Linked DNA regions of Anser cygnoides: region 2 is linked to region 1. The links are chromatin contacts, called in public Hi-C maps. All regions are on one chromosome and are shown on one strand. The core of a region is the stretch at or near the end of the contact, and the rest is flanking DNA. Distances in the headings are between cores, read along the strand shown.

Region 1 (3,392 bases), core at 24-2,523:
GGGGATTTTTGCTTAAATGCCACATCTGCACTGCTCTTTGTACCCACAGCAAGATAAAGCAGTGCCAAGTGTGACACCCAGGAGGTGTGAAGACGTTGCGCCTACAAATCACCTCCTGCACTGCCCCGGACAATGCCTGCAAGCTCTGCAGGAGCCCAGCAGCAAGTTAAAGCAGCGTGCAGTGGGAGCAATTTCCTTTTTGCATTTTGACCCTTTCCTCCCAGAGCAGCGTGCTCACCTGAGCTGCCCCCCACGATCCTCTGCAGGTCATAGGGGTTGTTGGTCCGGCCATAGACCCTGTTGCTGGACTCGTACCACATGCACAGCTCGCTGCAGTTGGTCACCCCCAGCGGGATGGCGCCAGCTTGCTTCAGCCGTGACACGACGGTGGCATCGGAGGTGGCGATGACGTTGCGGCGGTTGACCAGGCCGGAGGTGTTGGGCATCCCTGCAAGGCAAGGGTCATCAAAGGGGAGGCAGGCGGGGAGAGGGACGCCGCTTCCCCCTGAGCTCCTTGTAGCGGCCACCCGCCACCCAAGGTGCTGCATGCCACCGCCTCGCTCCTGCTGCAAGAGGCACGGGGGCGAACCCACCGTGCAACGAGAAGGCCTCCTTGACGGTGATGGGGACCCCCAGGAAGGGGAACTTCTCCTCCAGGTAGTCCTCGCCGGGGCTCTCTGCCAGCAGCTTGTCCACCTGCCGGGCTTCTTGCAGGGCCTCCTCAAACCTGCGCAGAACCCAGGGGAGAGGCAGCTCCGGTGCTGCTGCGAAGCATGGGGGCGGATAAGGGGGATAAGGTAGCCCCCGCGCTACCTGTCCTTGACGACGGCGTTGATCAGCGGATTCACCTCCCTAATCCTCTCGATGTAGGCCTCCACCACCTCCACGCACGTCACCTGGGGAGGAGGAGGAAGGTGCTCAGCGACGAGGGTGCCCCCCACACACCCTACGCCCCCTCCCCCCAGCACCCCTGGGTGCCCACCTGCCGCTGCCGGAGCCGCTTCGCCAGCTGCCGGGCGGGCAGCAGCAGCAGCGAGCGGCGCGGTGGGGGCACGGCGCGGGGCGTCGCGGGGGCCGCCAGCCCCAGCAGCGCCAGGCAGGCGCGGGACAGCAGCCGCAGCAGCAGCGCCAGGCACCGCTCCGCGCGCGACAGCGCCATGGCCGCTCCCGGCGCCCCTAGTGCTACCAGTGCTCCTAGTGCCCCTAGTGCCCCTAGTGCTCCTAGTGCTCCTAGTGCTCCTAGTGCTCCTAGTGCTCCTAGTGCGGCCGGGGGCGGGCGGGGCAGTGACGTCGGCGGCGCCGCCGCGGAAGGAGGGCGCGGTTGCCGTGGTAACGGCGCGCGGCGCTGCGCAGGCGGCGTAGGGCGCGCAACCAGCGTAGGGCGCCGGGCTCGCAGCGCCGCGGCAAAATGGCCGCCGGGGGTTGGGGTGGTCCCGGGGAAGCGGTGGTGAGGTGGCCGCGCTGAGAGAGCCCCGAGGCGGCCCTCAGGAGCTTGGCCTTTGGGGTCATCGCCTCCGGCCTCGGGGCGAGCGCCGCGGGAGCTGATGGTGCGGGGAACAAACAAACAAGGCGTGCCTGAATGCAGCGCCCCGACCCGTCGCAGCCCCCCGCCGCCCCGGGGGTCGCATTTCCCCGCAGAGCTCCAGGGGGCTGAGGGGATTTGGCTGTTGTGAAAACCTTTTATGACTGCGAAGCCAAAGCGTCAGCGTTTGTGGAAGTAACTTGTAGAATCACAGACTCACAGAATACCCCGGGTTGGAAGGGACCCATGAGGATCATCGAGTCCAACTCCTAGATCACCTAGTCCGACTCCATCTAGTCCAACTTGGGGCGTTCACGCCCCACGAGGATGCCGGAGCAACCTCTGACCTGTGAAAACAAGCCTAGCATCAATACTATCATCTTGATAGTATTTTTTTTTATACAGCTGTTATCAAAGAGATTATTTTCCCTGTAAAAGGGGGGGGAGTCCCTTAGTCCCGCGTGGCGATGGGACATTTTTTTCCCCCAATGATTTTAATAACCCAATCTCTTTTTTTTTCCCTGACAGGTCTGCCCTGACCCAGCATTGGCATGGGTCCCCCGCCACTCTCCGTGTTCCCGTGTGTGCCTCCGGCAGTGCAGCAGCAGGGAACCACTCTGTGTTCCCTGACATTGCTGAAACACCTGCGCAGGTGGCCTTATCTAGGTCCTCATGTGGTCTTTGCACTTTCCCCTGCAATATTTAAGCACCTACACACCCTCAGATTACAACAGGGGCAGATTAGAAAGGTTTCCTCGTGTCTGCATCTCTGCGTAATCGTGGCTTAGCAAAGCCCCAAAGTCACCTGCTTAGAAGAAACAGTAAGACAGGACTTGTTAAAACTTGGCCCGTGAAATCTGGCAGCAGCGCCTTCACGTTGCTGATGTGGAGCTAGCAATGAGAAGGCATCTTCAGATCTTGGGGGAGCCTGGGTCTGTCCCACAGGCTTCTGCCAGAGCGAGAGCACTGACATCCATCCTCAGGAAGGAGACGGAGAGAGTGCCCCTCCTAATCACCGTCCCAGTGCTGCTCTTGTCATTTTTCTGGCAAATTTGCTGTTGTTCCCCCTCAAGTCCTGCCCAAATGTTGGCAGAGAGCGGTAGGAGCAAAATCTCTTCTGCCCAAGGTCTCTGCTCCCTTTGCTGCTCTTCCCTAGGCAGCCCAGCTTTGGCATCGTTTGCTGTGCAAAGTGTCTCCCTTCATCTTCATCATCTTCAAGAACAGCTTTGAAATTCATACCTGGTCAGCCGATGTGCACTTGGCACCAGTGCCCCGCGTCCCTGCTAATCACGCTGTGTGCCAGTGCTGCCCCAGATCACAGCTAGTGCTGCTTCTCACTAGGACGAGCCAGTGAGCTTTCTGGGAGCAAAGCCAAAAGAACAGCTACCATAATTCATGGTATCCCAGAGGAACTTCATTTCCATGAAAAATGGAAAAATGAGATAGAAGGTGCTCTAGAAATAAAGTACCAGGACGCCTAAGATTAAAATTAAGACTGCTTTTCAATGGCCATAATCAACCCAACAAGCAAGCAACACCCCATAAGCCAGTTAATTCCAATCTGATTAAAAAACAAGCAGCCAAGAGCAAGGAGGTTGGAAATAAGCAGTGAAGCTCACACATCCAAAGCTGTCCCCAAGCTAGGGCGAAGAAAAGCATGATTCAGGGTCTTGCATCCCTGGGACTTAGGTCTGTCATAAACCCAACCCACCAAGTTTGAAGTTCCTCCGAGCCTGCCATTAATCAGATCCACCACTGAGCGATGCTGTGCTCTGCATTTCCATTATCTGTCTTCTTGAGAGCTTGCCAGGAGCCAGACCGCCTGCTGTGCTGTGTGGCTGTTGAATAACCATGTTACAGCACACAGGGG
Region 2 (3,336 bases), core at 492-2,991, 630 kb after region 1:
GATAAACAGAGACAAAGTAGTTAGCTAAGACCAACGTAACAGTTACGGAGTTTTTCTTATACTTTTGCCATGAGTCACGGAGATCTAGGATTAATTATAGCCTGCACTGAAAGTATCTTAAAAAACGCATCACTGATTTCAGCTGGACGGCATTTCGTGTCTGACAAGTTTTCACAGGGTTGCTGAAGGATTCACCATAACACCAAAAAGACACTAGCTGGATGCAGGTGTGCCACAAGGACCCATTTAGCCTGCTTTAGAAGCTAAGAAGTCTTTTTAATCTTCAACCCCAAACAACACCAGCTGTAGTGCAGTGAAGTAGACGTCAAGAACAAAAGTAAAAGAATTCTGCTCTGGACTTCCTCAAACATCCGGCCTGTTTCCTTATGCAGCTGACTCACATGGGGACTTATTTGCAAAGCACTTTCAGTGTCAGAACAACACACAGAAATCAAATAATTCGGAATGACAGCACTTCTACACCAAGTTTGACATCGCTCCAAACACAAGGATCCCCAAAAACGCCACCCAGGGCTCAACGAAACCTTAATAAGGTTAAATTAGCCTTCAGATACCCAGGTTTAGCAACTATAAACAAGCCCCGATGTTGCTGTTGTTTTTTTTTTTGCATGTTTTTGTAAGCCAGCCTAGCAGTGGGCCTCACGCTTCCTCGGAGCAGGGCAGAAAACCGAGTTTAGTGGGTGTTGGGTACGTGGGTGGGCAGTGGGACACCCGCCCTCGTCCCTCCCGTGTCCCCAGGCCCCCACCTGTTGCCAAGCCCCCCCCGAGGAAGCCAGCCCCGGGACAGCACGGAGCCCCCCGGGGCAGGACGCAGCCCCCCACAACCTCACTCACCGTCCTCGAAGGGGGTCCCCTCGGGCCTGCGGGAGGGAAGCAGAGCACAGCGTTACCGCGGGCCGCCCGGCCCCAGGGGGAGCCCCGCCGCCGCCCCCGGCCCCACTCACCCGAAGATGACGGCGTTCCACACCATGATGTTGTTCTCGGAGGGGGCCCCGCTCACGCCGGCCGGGGGGTCCTCCTGCAGCCTGCGGGCACAGCCGGGCCTCAGCGCCGGGACCAGGTGTCCCCGTGCCCCCCCCCGTGTCCCCCCCGGTCCCCTCTAGGCCGCCCCCCGTCCCCTCAGCTTCCCCCGCTCCTCCCCCGCCCCTACGCACTCGGCGTAGCCCCGGCAGGTAGCCGCCCGCCGCTGCGCAAACGGCGTAACCCGCAGGCAGGCGGCGCGGCCCGGCGCTACGCAATCTGCGGAGCGCGCCCTGCCCCGCCGCCATGTTGCGCTGCCCCCTCCTCTGCCGGCGGCCGGGCGCGGCGCCCCTCGGCCTCCCCCCCCCGCCACCCCCGCTACCTCTTGAAGTCCCGCATGAGGCGCCGACGGGCCGGGGTGGACATGGCGGCCGCCCTTACGAATCGCTCATACACGGCCGCGGGCAGCGCGGGGCGCCCGGCAGCGGCGGCGGCGGCGGGAGGCTCGGGCTGAGGCGGCGGCCGGGAACGATCGCGGCCGCTACCACTGCGGGGGGAGGGGGGGGAGGCGGCGAGCGTGGGCTGCGCCGAGCGCTGCGCTGCCGCCGGGCGCTCCCGGCACGTACCAAGCGCCGCGGGGGGGCGGGGGGGGGAGAGGGAGGAGCCGGATGCTGCGGGGGCGCCGCGCCGCGGCCACGCCCCCTGTGAGGTGGCCACGCCCCCGTGATGATGTGGCCACGCCCCCCGTGAGGTGACCACGCCCCCCGTGAGGTGGCCACGCCCACGACGCCGAGGCCCCGCCCCCCGCCGCCATGCCGAAGGTGGTGTCGCGCTCCGTGGTGTGCTCCGACACCCGCGACCGCGAGGAGTACGACGACGGCGAGAAGCCGCTGCACGTCTACTACTGCCTGTGCGGGCAGATGGTGCTCGTGCTGGGTGAGCGGGGCGGGGGGACGGGGCCGGGCAGGGCAGGGCAGGGCCGGGCCGGGCCGGGCCGGGCCCCCTCACGGCCCCCCCCGCCCCCCCCCGCAGACTGCCAGCTGGAGAAGCTGCCCATGCGGCCGCGGGACCGCGCCCGGGTGATGGACGCCGCCAAGCACGCGCACAAGTTCTGCAACGCCGAGGAGGAGGAGAGCGTCTTCCTGCGCAGGTGGGGAGCCGCTATCCGGGGGCTGGGGGGGGGCCGCTGCGGGCTGCTGTGCGCCCCGCAACCCCCTGAGCCCCCTCTGTGCCCCCAGGCCCGAAGGCATCGAGCGGCAGTTCAGGAAGAAGTGCGGCAAGTAAGTGATGGGGCGTGTTGTCTGCAGCCGGCTCCCTGCTCTGTGTAAGCTGCCTGTGATCCCCTACAGAGGGTGTTTGCTCCCTGTGATGGCTCCAGAACCTCTGCTCCTCCTGCCAGGGCACTGTGCTGTCACCTCGACTCCTGCTGCAGCTGTACAGCTCGGTTTCGTGGCTTGGGAGAGCAGGAGCTGAGTGTGCAAAGGGAAATGGGCATCCTAGTGCAATTAAAGATTAATTAGTGGGTTTTGATTTTAATGGCGGCAGATTTATTCTCATGTCTTCACTCTTCACTTCTGAACAGATTCTTCAACCTCTTATAGTACCCTTCAACCCTTAATTTTTGCAAGAGTAGGAGTGTGGTGGTGGCTTTCCTTGGTAGTTTTCAGTCTGCCTGCTGGGTAGCTATAGGAAGCCAGAACGCTCGTTTTCTCGCACACAGATGTGCTTTTATTCCAGGTGTGGACTGCTGCTCTTTTATCAACACCAGCAGAAGAACGCTCCGGTGACATTCATCGTTGATGGTGCTGTGGTCAAGTTTGGGCAGGGCTTTGGGAAAACAAACATATATACTCAGAAGCAAGAACCTCCCAAAAAGGTAACCTGCTCCAGGGGAGGAAAGAAAAAGCAAGAGGAAGAGAAGGACCCATAAACAGTTACACAGTTCTGCATCTTCTCCCTGTCTGTTTGCCTTAAGTTTATAATTGGAGAGGTCGCTGCAGCTTGGAGTCCTAGCACTAAAGAAAAGCAAAACAAATTTGGCAGTCTGGACTTTGCCTCATTTTGGGGCTCAGTTACCAGAAAGTCTCCATTTGTAAATAGATCAGGCTGGTAATCTGCATGGCGATTCTCAAAACCTGGCTAATCTACTGCATGTCAGTGAGTTTGCCTCTGATAATGACAGCACTATGCCCAGAAATTATTGGGGATAATTCTGTGCCACACACAGGTTCAGGAAATCTTTATGCCTTGCGTGAGAAGTCTTAAAAGCTTTGGAGGGGGAAGTAGCCCCTAGTGGCACAACTCTTCCCGGGTTTAACAAAATACTTTGCTTCTTATCTAGGTGATGATGACCAA

The links. Hi-C and Micro-C count contacts between places; a contact is called where the count stands out from the background.
Region 2: a Hi-C map of liver shows a contact between it and region 1, with 2.4 times the contacts expected there. The contact joins the promoter of STEEP1 here to the promoter of FAAH2 in region 1. A contact is called at or near these places in 2 of 7 Hi-C or Micro-C datasets (both in liver).

The regions. Positions count from the first base shown.
Region 1 is chr13:6,599,063-6,602,454 of Taihu_goose_T2T_genome, forward strand. FAAH2 (fatty acid amide hydrolase 2) reads right to left here and starts at 1,274. Exons shown (of 11, transcript XM_048078718.2): 1 at 983-1,274; 2 at 814-896; 3 at 594-727; 4 at 239-448. The coding sequence starts at 1,159.
Region 2 is chr13:7,223,849-7,227,184 of Taihu_goose_T2T_genome, forward strand. STEEP1 (STING1 ER exit protein 1) reads left to right here and starts at 1,742. Exons shown (of 7, transcript XM_067004816.1): 1 at 1,742-1,917; 2 at 2,014-2,131; 3 at 2,220-2,261; 4 at 2,719-2,857; 5 at 3,323-3,336. The coding sequence starts at 1,794. It overlaps UBE2A (ubiquitin conjugating enzyme E2 A), which reads right to left and starts at 1,559. Exons shown (of 6, transcript XM_067004817.1): 1 at 1,364-1,559; 2 at 966-1,046; 3 at 856-881. The coding sequence starts at 1,407.